Linked DNA regions of Macaca mulatta: region 1 is linked to region 2. The links are chromatin contacts, called in public Hi-C maps. All regions are on one chromosome and are shown on one strand. Each heading gives the region's core, a stretch centred on a gene start, on an enhancer-like site or on the middle of the called end of the contact. The rest is flanking DNA. Distances are from core to core; before and after follow the strand shown.

What was found. Hi-C and Micro-C count contacts between places; a contact is called where the count stands out from the background.
Region 1: a Hi-C map of fetal cortical plate shows a contact between it and region 2, with 2.1 times the contacts expected there. The contact joins the enhancer-like site here to the promoter of NTF3 in region 2. A contact is called at or near these places in 2 of 14 Hi-C or Micro-C datasets (fetal cortical plate and fibroblasts).

Annotation. Positions count from the first base shown.
Region 1 is chr11:6,577,479-6,581,099 of T2T-MMU8v2.0, forward strand. ANO2 (anoctamin 2) reads right to left here. Exons shown (of 25, transcript XM_077953330.1): 15 at 1,129-1,203. Among named protein-coding and RNA genes, the nearest start is that of NTF3, 220 kb to the left of the region's middle. Within about 2 kb of position 1,948, at least 4 of the 40 cell types and tissues checked have an H3K27ac peak or open chromatin away from gene starts, as enhancers often do. A contact at or near this core is called in fetal cortical plate, where this site is marked.
Region 2 is chr11:6,354,821-6,358,884 of T2T-MMU8v2.0, forward strand. NTF3 (neurotrophin 3) reads left to right here and starts at 1,576. Exons shown (of 2, transcript XM_077953320.1): 1 at 1,576-1,793. The coding sequence starts at 1,755. It overlaps LOC144332737, which reads right to left. Exons shown (of 5, transcript XR_013400781.1): 2 at 2,682-3,538; 3 at 2,415-2,526; 4 at 1,582-1,636.

The sequences.
Region 1 (3,621 bases), core at 698-3,197, 220 kb after region 2:
TTTGAAGTGCTAAATTAAACTTTATGTCATAACAGCTTAACACACGGCAACTCACCACATATTCTTGAATAAATTCCACATGCCTTGCACTTGTTAAGCAATGAAAAGAAAGCAAATTTAGACTTCTAAGCTGTGGCAAGGCACCCATCAACTCTGTACTTCATCTGAAAAATGAGGAGTTGAATTGGTGATATCTAAGTTTCCTTCACCTTTTACATTTCTGAGACGAAAACACAGTTCCTGTACTTAAAGGTCATGATGGCAAAAATAATGGCAAACAAACAAACAAACAAAAAAACCCCCTCAGGCCAGAGTCAGAGTTACAACAATTTCCAGGCCAATTTTTGGAATAAGTGATCCCTCTTTCAACCTGCAACTAACATGTAGGCCTCCTTAGAAATGCTCTGAGCTGTGAGTACACACACTCCTTTACAAAGCACAACCTCCAATCTTGAATACCGTAAGGAATATTTCCATAAAGAGATACGGGGTATTAGTAACCCTAACATTGTCCTCTGATTTTTGCCTTCCCCGAGGTCCTCTAGCTTCAGGTACTGCTGTCTTGCCCACGCTGGCAAACAAGAATAAACTGCTACCATCTTATTGATCTAACTCAAATACGAATCACAGGATTTTCCCTCAGCTTTCCCTGACACAGCTGAGACCATCTGGGTCTTGCAAAAGGGCTGTACCAAACTCTAAGGTACAGCACAAGGAAATAAACCCAGCAACCATAGGAAAGCTGAAGAATCACAGTTACCGAGCCCAAGCTGGCTATCTCCTGTGGCTTCCAGACTCTGGTCTATCCATAGACGTCAGAGAGAGCCACCCCACAGCCCAGACAGGCTGCTGCAATTGCAGCCATCTTACCTGATTCCTTCTCCAAGTTTCTGGTCTGTCTCGATGTGGAAGCACCATCTGGCAACCTACTCCCCGGGAGTTCCAACTTCCAGCCTGTGTGGTCAATGGCCTCACTATCAGACAAGATCCGGCCCCTCTACACAGGAGTGTGGCTCTCCCTTTACCAACCTCTCATGATTTTCCTAGCAGAATATAATATCCACAATAGTCACATAACAGCATCTACATGCATGCAGTCACAGGCAAGTGGTCCCTCAAAGAAATTACCATGAATAAGATGGAGGCAAAGTTCATCAGGTAACCTGGGAAACGATCCTTCCAGGTCAGTTTATCTTCATCATCCTGGGGAGAAACAGGAGAGCAGAGACAATCAGAGGGCACAAATAACAGATATTAATTTGCTCTCAATTTGCATATATTTGCATATGATTGATCATTATCACCCTATATAGATATATTTCTAGTCACTGATGCCTTACTCTCCATATTATCAACAACTCTCCTAATTTTAGAATTTCTAGATAAGCTGGAATAGCCTGGAAAAATTACAATGAAAAAAGGATAAGATTTTACTTCAACCTCACACTGGGCTGAAGTTCTAATTCAACCACTTATCAGCTGTGTGATCCTGGATATGTCTCTTATTAACATTTCTGACCTTTTATTTCCTCATCTGTAAACTGGGCACAGTAGTGACACCTGCCCTGCCTACTGCACAGGACAGTTTTGTTTTGTTTTAGTAAGAAACATGTGAATACAGTAAAGCAATGGACAAATGACAGATAACAACCCAACCACAGGGCAGCATCCCATAAATAGATCATCTGTTAAATAAAACATCAACCACTGATCTTAGAGCCTAATAATTGTGCAAATTACCAAAATTTTGTTCTTCAAAGAGGCTACATGTAGTATTATGTGCTCTCCCTTGTCACAAATCCAAACATTTTGAGGCACAGGTTAAGCTGATCCATTCAATCAACTTGGCTGAGAATCCTACCTTTTTCCCCTTGGACTGGGTCCAGTTCACCCGGGCCATTATCCTGGGACAATTGTATCACTAACCAGAGTCCTCCTTCAGCATGCTCTGAGGACCCTCATTTGGTGGGGGACAAGGGAGGGGCTGCCAACAGCTATGAATGGCAAACAGCTCTGCTAATTAAACAGCTCTGCTGTATAAATTTAGTTCAGGCACTTGATTCCTCTGAGCTGCAGTTCTATAAAATTAGAATGGATACAGCTGTCCTGCCTACTACACAAGGTAGCTGGGAAGACCATCTGAAGCCGTGTTTGTGAAGGTGCCGAGAATATGGCAGAGCACTCCCTGCCAGTACGGCAAGAATCCACCAGTACTTCTGCAAGGTGTCTGAATGCGGCTCAGCGGTGAGCGCTCCAGGGCCCCTGCTCTCTCCTCTCGCTTCCTCACCACTGATATTCAGAACACACCTGATTTGGTGCTAGCAACAGTGCCATCTAGCCTTTGAAAGCTTGTACTGTAAGCGAAGGACCTCCTTATCCTAAAAGATTTCTTTCTAAAAATCCCTCTAGGGCCCACTGTGCGTTGATCTTGGTGCCAGGCACAGTGGGAGGCAGAAGAAAACTGACAAGATCACCACTCCTGGGGGGCTCACAGGCAAAGGAAACAGAGATGACACCCACACACCAAAAGGTTTAAGAATCCCTGGTCAGTTTGGGAGTGAGGGTTACCTTGGGAGTGAGTCTGAAGGGATGTGAGAAGAGGAACAATTCTCTTGCCTGGAACTGAGCAACAGGTGGAGTTGGCTTAATAAATTGTGGTGGGAATGATGTTATAGCTGAATTCACTTAGTAATTAGCACTTGCATTTACAGATTATGTAAACAAGCAATAGATTCAGGTTTGCACAGACTTAGGGATAGAATCCTGTTGCTAGACTCTTAGCCCAACAGGCTTTCCATCACACAGTGAGAACAAGGTAACTACATCTTGTGGCCATTCTGAAGGAATAGGAACATGTGAACCTATTTCTGATGGGATTGGAACAAGACTCATTCACGTTCTTCTAAATTAGGCCAAACATCAACAGGGATTAGAGTTTCTTTCATTTTCCTTCAGTATTAATTCTTAGTTTCACTCACACACTAACATTTTCCTTACAGGTTTTTTTTTTTTTTTCTTTTGGAGACGAATTCTCGCTCTGTTGCCCAGGCTGGAGTGCAGTGGCACGATGTTGGCTCATTGCAACCTCCGCCGCCCAGGTCCAAATGATTCTCCTGTCTCATCTTCCCGAGTAGCTGGGACTACAGGCACGTGCCACCACGCCTGGCTAAGTTTGGGTGTGTATGTGTGTATTTTTTTAGTAGAGACAGTGTTTCCCCGTGTTAGCCAGGATGGTCTCGATCTCCTGACCTTGTGATCTGATCTGCCCGCCTTGGCCTCCCGAAGTGCTGGGATTACAGGTGTGAGCCACTGCACCCGGCCCCTTAAGGGTATTTTTAAAAGATTTTTCAAGCTGTTGACAAGGAAAACTGAGGATGGGCTGACGGATGATAACACTCAATAGGGATTCTGAAGAGACATTTGAGGGGCCGGGGAAGGACTTTTCCTGAGCCTCCCGCCCAATTATGGTCAAGGTTTTGATGAATAAGTCTTGGTTCAGTCCTACTCAACAAACAAAGTCTAAACAGTGCCAATGGGCCGGGCTCTGTGCTAGATACTGAGGACACACTGAGAAAGTTCAGCTCTGCCCAGGAGGAGCTCAGAGACCACCAAAGAAACAAG
Region 2 (4,064 bases), core at 326-2,825:
TGCCACTGCACAAGACCCCCTCCCTCACCACATGCTGAGCCCCCACCACCAGCACTCAGTCCACTGAGCTCAAACATAGAGGAGATAAGTGCTGTTTTTCACAAGGTAAAGGCAAAATTCAATCCCACATTCCCGTTTTGTTTCTGTTCAGTGTTCCAACCACAGAGTGGTGCTATTGCAAAAGATAAGGGTAACCAGAAGGCACGCTCTGGAAATTTGCTTTAGGAGAGAGTTTTAAAGGGGGTTTTCAAAAACAAGATCTGGTTCCTGTTCTCAGAAATCACTTTCAGGAGTCAGGGCCTTACTCTCAGATGCAGCAGGGAGAAAAAGAAAGTTCAGCAACCTAAAAATATAGTCGACAGATGGACAGCCAAAGTCACGGCCACTAAGTCAACTTGGAGAGGGGCAATTACCTAGTGAATCCTAAAAGATCTCATCCTGGATGCTTCCTTAACCAGGGCTATCTCCAGGGCACAAGCTCGCAGCCAGCTTACTTTCCAGTCCTGATCTTTGCTTTTGCTATCCATACCACTACGGTCTTTCTATAGAAAAGAAAAATCTCTATTTAGAAACATGGATTTACTTAGAAGTCACAATATTCTACAGTTTAAAAATGGCTCTACATTGTATATAATAATCTTTTTATTCTGTCTTCTTAAAAACACACCTTTCTAATTCTTTTTTTCTGCCCAGCCTCTTCATTCAGCACCTTGCCACTCTCTTGGAAGCCACAACAGAGACCTGGGGGGGTCAGTCCCTAGTTTGAGAAGGAAGAAATCTTTAGCTCTGAAGCCTAAAGAAAAACAGTAAAGGAAAAGGCAGTTGGAGGTGCTCAAGGGAGATTGTCTGAAAAAGGTCTTCTACTCAGAAAAGAGCTAAGGCTCTCCCTTTGGGAAACCAATCCTTCTGAGCAAAAGTGCATGTTTCACCCTCTGCTCCGGTCTGGGTCTCTCCCTCTTCCTCTCTCCTTCCCTCAGTCCCTCCTCCCCTCTCTCCATAAAGGCACAGCACATATTTGGCAAGATTAAGGTGTCACCTCTCATATTACAAGGCCTGTTGATTGCAAGCAAAGACAGACCCACCAGCTCAGGACAAAACCCCCTGGAGCTGGAAACAATACAAACTCTTCCTGGGATCCCCGAAAGTCCTGGCAAAGTGAGGCGGCCAACCAGTGCAAGGCATCTGCAGAACAAATCCAAGTCCTAAACGCACGGCTTGCTGCCTTTTCTTCTTCTTCGTTTCTTCTGATTTTTCAAGTTTGTTTGCCCCCCTTCCCCTCGTCCCTCCAGACTGCCAGGGACCCGGGAGCTGCCTGCAGATCAGCCCGCACATGTATTTAACCCCTTCCCTGCTGCAGCAGGAGCCAACCACCTCTTTCCTTGTAATCTTCAGGTTCCCGGAGGACCTGGAGCTTGAGGAAAGAACTCTGCCAGTGGATCTGAAACTGGGGCCTGAATCCCTCCTTTGACCACGGCGAGAAGCTGGAGGAGGGGGGCAAGTGCGGGAAGTGGGGGAGGGCAGGGAGGCGGGCCAGATGAGAGGGAGAAAAGCAGAACCCGACAGAGCACGCCCAATCCAAACCTTCATGGTGCTGTGTGGCGGGGTGGAGGGAACGACTCGGCAGCCTCTTCTGGCCCTGAGGAAGACGTCGATATTTTGGCAAGAGGGGAGCCACTGAAGGACGACCCTACCCTTGCGAGGGACCGCAGAAGGTGACGCCTCTGGGCCTCGGTGGGCGCTTCTGGCCGTTTTCGATGTGGCAACCCCCATCAGCCAGGATAATGATGAGGCAGGTACAATCTATCTAGTACGCAGCCCCCAGACTCCCCCTCCCTTCCCACCTCCCCCTCCAAGCCCCCAGCTACTCTCTGCGGCAGGTTGGTCCTGAACTGGTGGGTGCAGTTCCGGGGTTCAACCAAATTCTCAGACAATTCTAAGGTATTTGGATTTTTTGAACCTGGGCCCTAACCGAAACATAGAACGGCTTGCTTATTAGACACCTCGAACGACAGGGCAGGGATGGAAACGGGATACTCGCTTCCCTCCCCAGTCGCTCGTGAGTCAAAAGGTCCTGGAAGGAGATGATGAGAGGAGAGGCTGAAGTGGCAGGGAGGAAGGGATGAGGGGCTTGGAGCGGAGGTCCACCACTCAAGGACTCGGGAAGGGGACAAGAGGGCAAACCTCTGCTCCCGGACTCTCCATTTCTCGTTGATCCCTAGGTGGTATTTTCCCCCCTTCTCTCGATGGCAAATGGGCGAAATCAAGATGACTTAACTTGGTAAATTTAGAGAGAACGGCTCGGAGCAAGTGGGGTCTAACGGGCAGCTAAAATTATCTCCAAATAAGATATTTTGCCCCCCTCCCCCTATCCTTTCCTCGAATGAATCCACCGGTGGGGAAGTGAGCGTCATTACTTTCGGGGCGCCACGAAGACGCTTGCTTGTCGCTCGCCTTTCCTGCTTCTCGCGCTGTCCCCGCGTGCAGACTGGTGGGTGCTGGGCGAGTGATGAGCTGCAGGGCCCCATCCTAGTTTGGAAGGAAGGGGTTTAGAAGTTGGAGGATGGGTGAAACGGGAGGTTGCGATCCATCTCCTTCTCCCTTCCACACTCAAGCTCCCGCAAACGCGCGCGTGCACAGCCCCTCCCTAGTCCCTGGGACCACCCGCCCCCACACCACTCTACCTTGACCTCCCTTGACCGCCGGCACAGCGTCCTGGGTGCGGGTGCCCGGGAGCGGCGAGTTCGCCGGGGAGCGATTGTCCTTGGGCGTGTTCGTGTTGTGGGGTGGGGGGAGGAGTGGCGGGTGGGCTTGGTAGGGGTGGGGAGAGATCTGGAGCTGGAAGGGTCTAAGGTTTGGAGGAGGAGTTTACGCCTCAGACCTGATCCGCCTGAGGAAAGGGGCAGGAAAAGGCCCTAATGCCTGGTCAAGAAAATCTTAAAAGAAAAGAGATGAACAAGAAAAATTTCAAGAAAAAGAACAACTAAAAAAGGCTGAAGACACTAACATGTAACCTGTTACGATACATTTAACGTTTCGTTTTTTCCTGGATCTCTAAAAGGGAACTCAAGGGTGGGGGTTACCGAAGACTACTACTAATTTGGAAGTTTTTGTTGCTGTTGTTGTTTTGTTTCGTTTTGTTTTTCAAGAGGGTCTAGGAGAAAGACTCCTTCCCCGCCGTGGGTCCCGAAGCGAGGTCCGTGGGGCTCTGGGGCGCGGGCGTGCGCGGCGCGGCGCGGGCCGGGCGGGGGAGGGCGGCGCGGCGCGGAAGGGGTTAAGGCGCTGAGCGCGGAGCCATCTGGCCGGGTTGGCTGGTTATAACCGCGCAGATTATGTTCACGGGACTCAGACAGAGTTGAAGCTCCTCTCCCTACCGAACAGCTCCGCGCACCGCCCCGCGACACAGCCCGGCGCAACTACTTTCTTCTCTCTCCTTTCTTTCTTCCTCTCCTTTTTCCCCTGCTGGGTAGTGGCTGCGGCGGGGTGGGGGAGACTTTGAATGCCCGAGCTCGCGTCCACCTTTCTCTTCATGTCGACGTCCCTGGAAACGGCCACACGGATGCCATGGTTACTTTTGCCACGGTAAGGGGAGGCGGCGGGCACGTTGGGTGGGCAGGTTTGGGGATGGGGGTCCACGTGGGGAGGGATTTTCCAGTGAACCGGCGCGGGGGGCCCCAACGCCGCATCCCGCCCCACCCCCATTGCGCCGCGCTCACTCACTTTCCCCGGCTTGTGCCTTCCCCGAAGTTTGCGCTGGGATCTGCTGAGGCGGGCGCAACCGCAACCACGCCGCTACACACACACACACACACACACACACACACGGACACCCTTCTCCACCTCCTCCCCTCTTGTCCCTCGGCTGCCCAAGAAGCTTCCCTCAATCTGGGAAAGTGATCAGGTTTAAGGGACCTGGATTGGAAAGGGTGGGGGCAGGCGAGGGGAAATGGGGACGACGAAAGAGCAGGAAAGGGATTCAACAGAATCAACCACCCACCACCCCCAACCGACCCGTCTGCTCCTCCGGGAAAGCTCCTAGCGCATCCTATAACAAAAGAGGGTGGCAG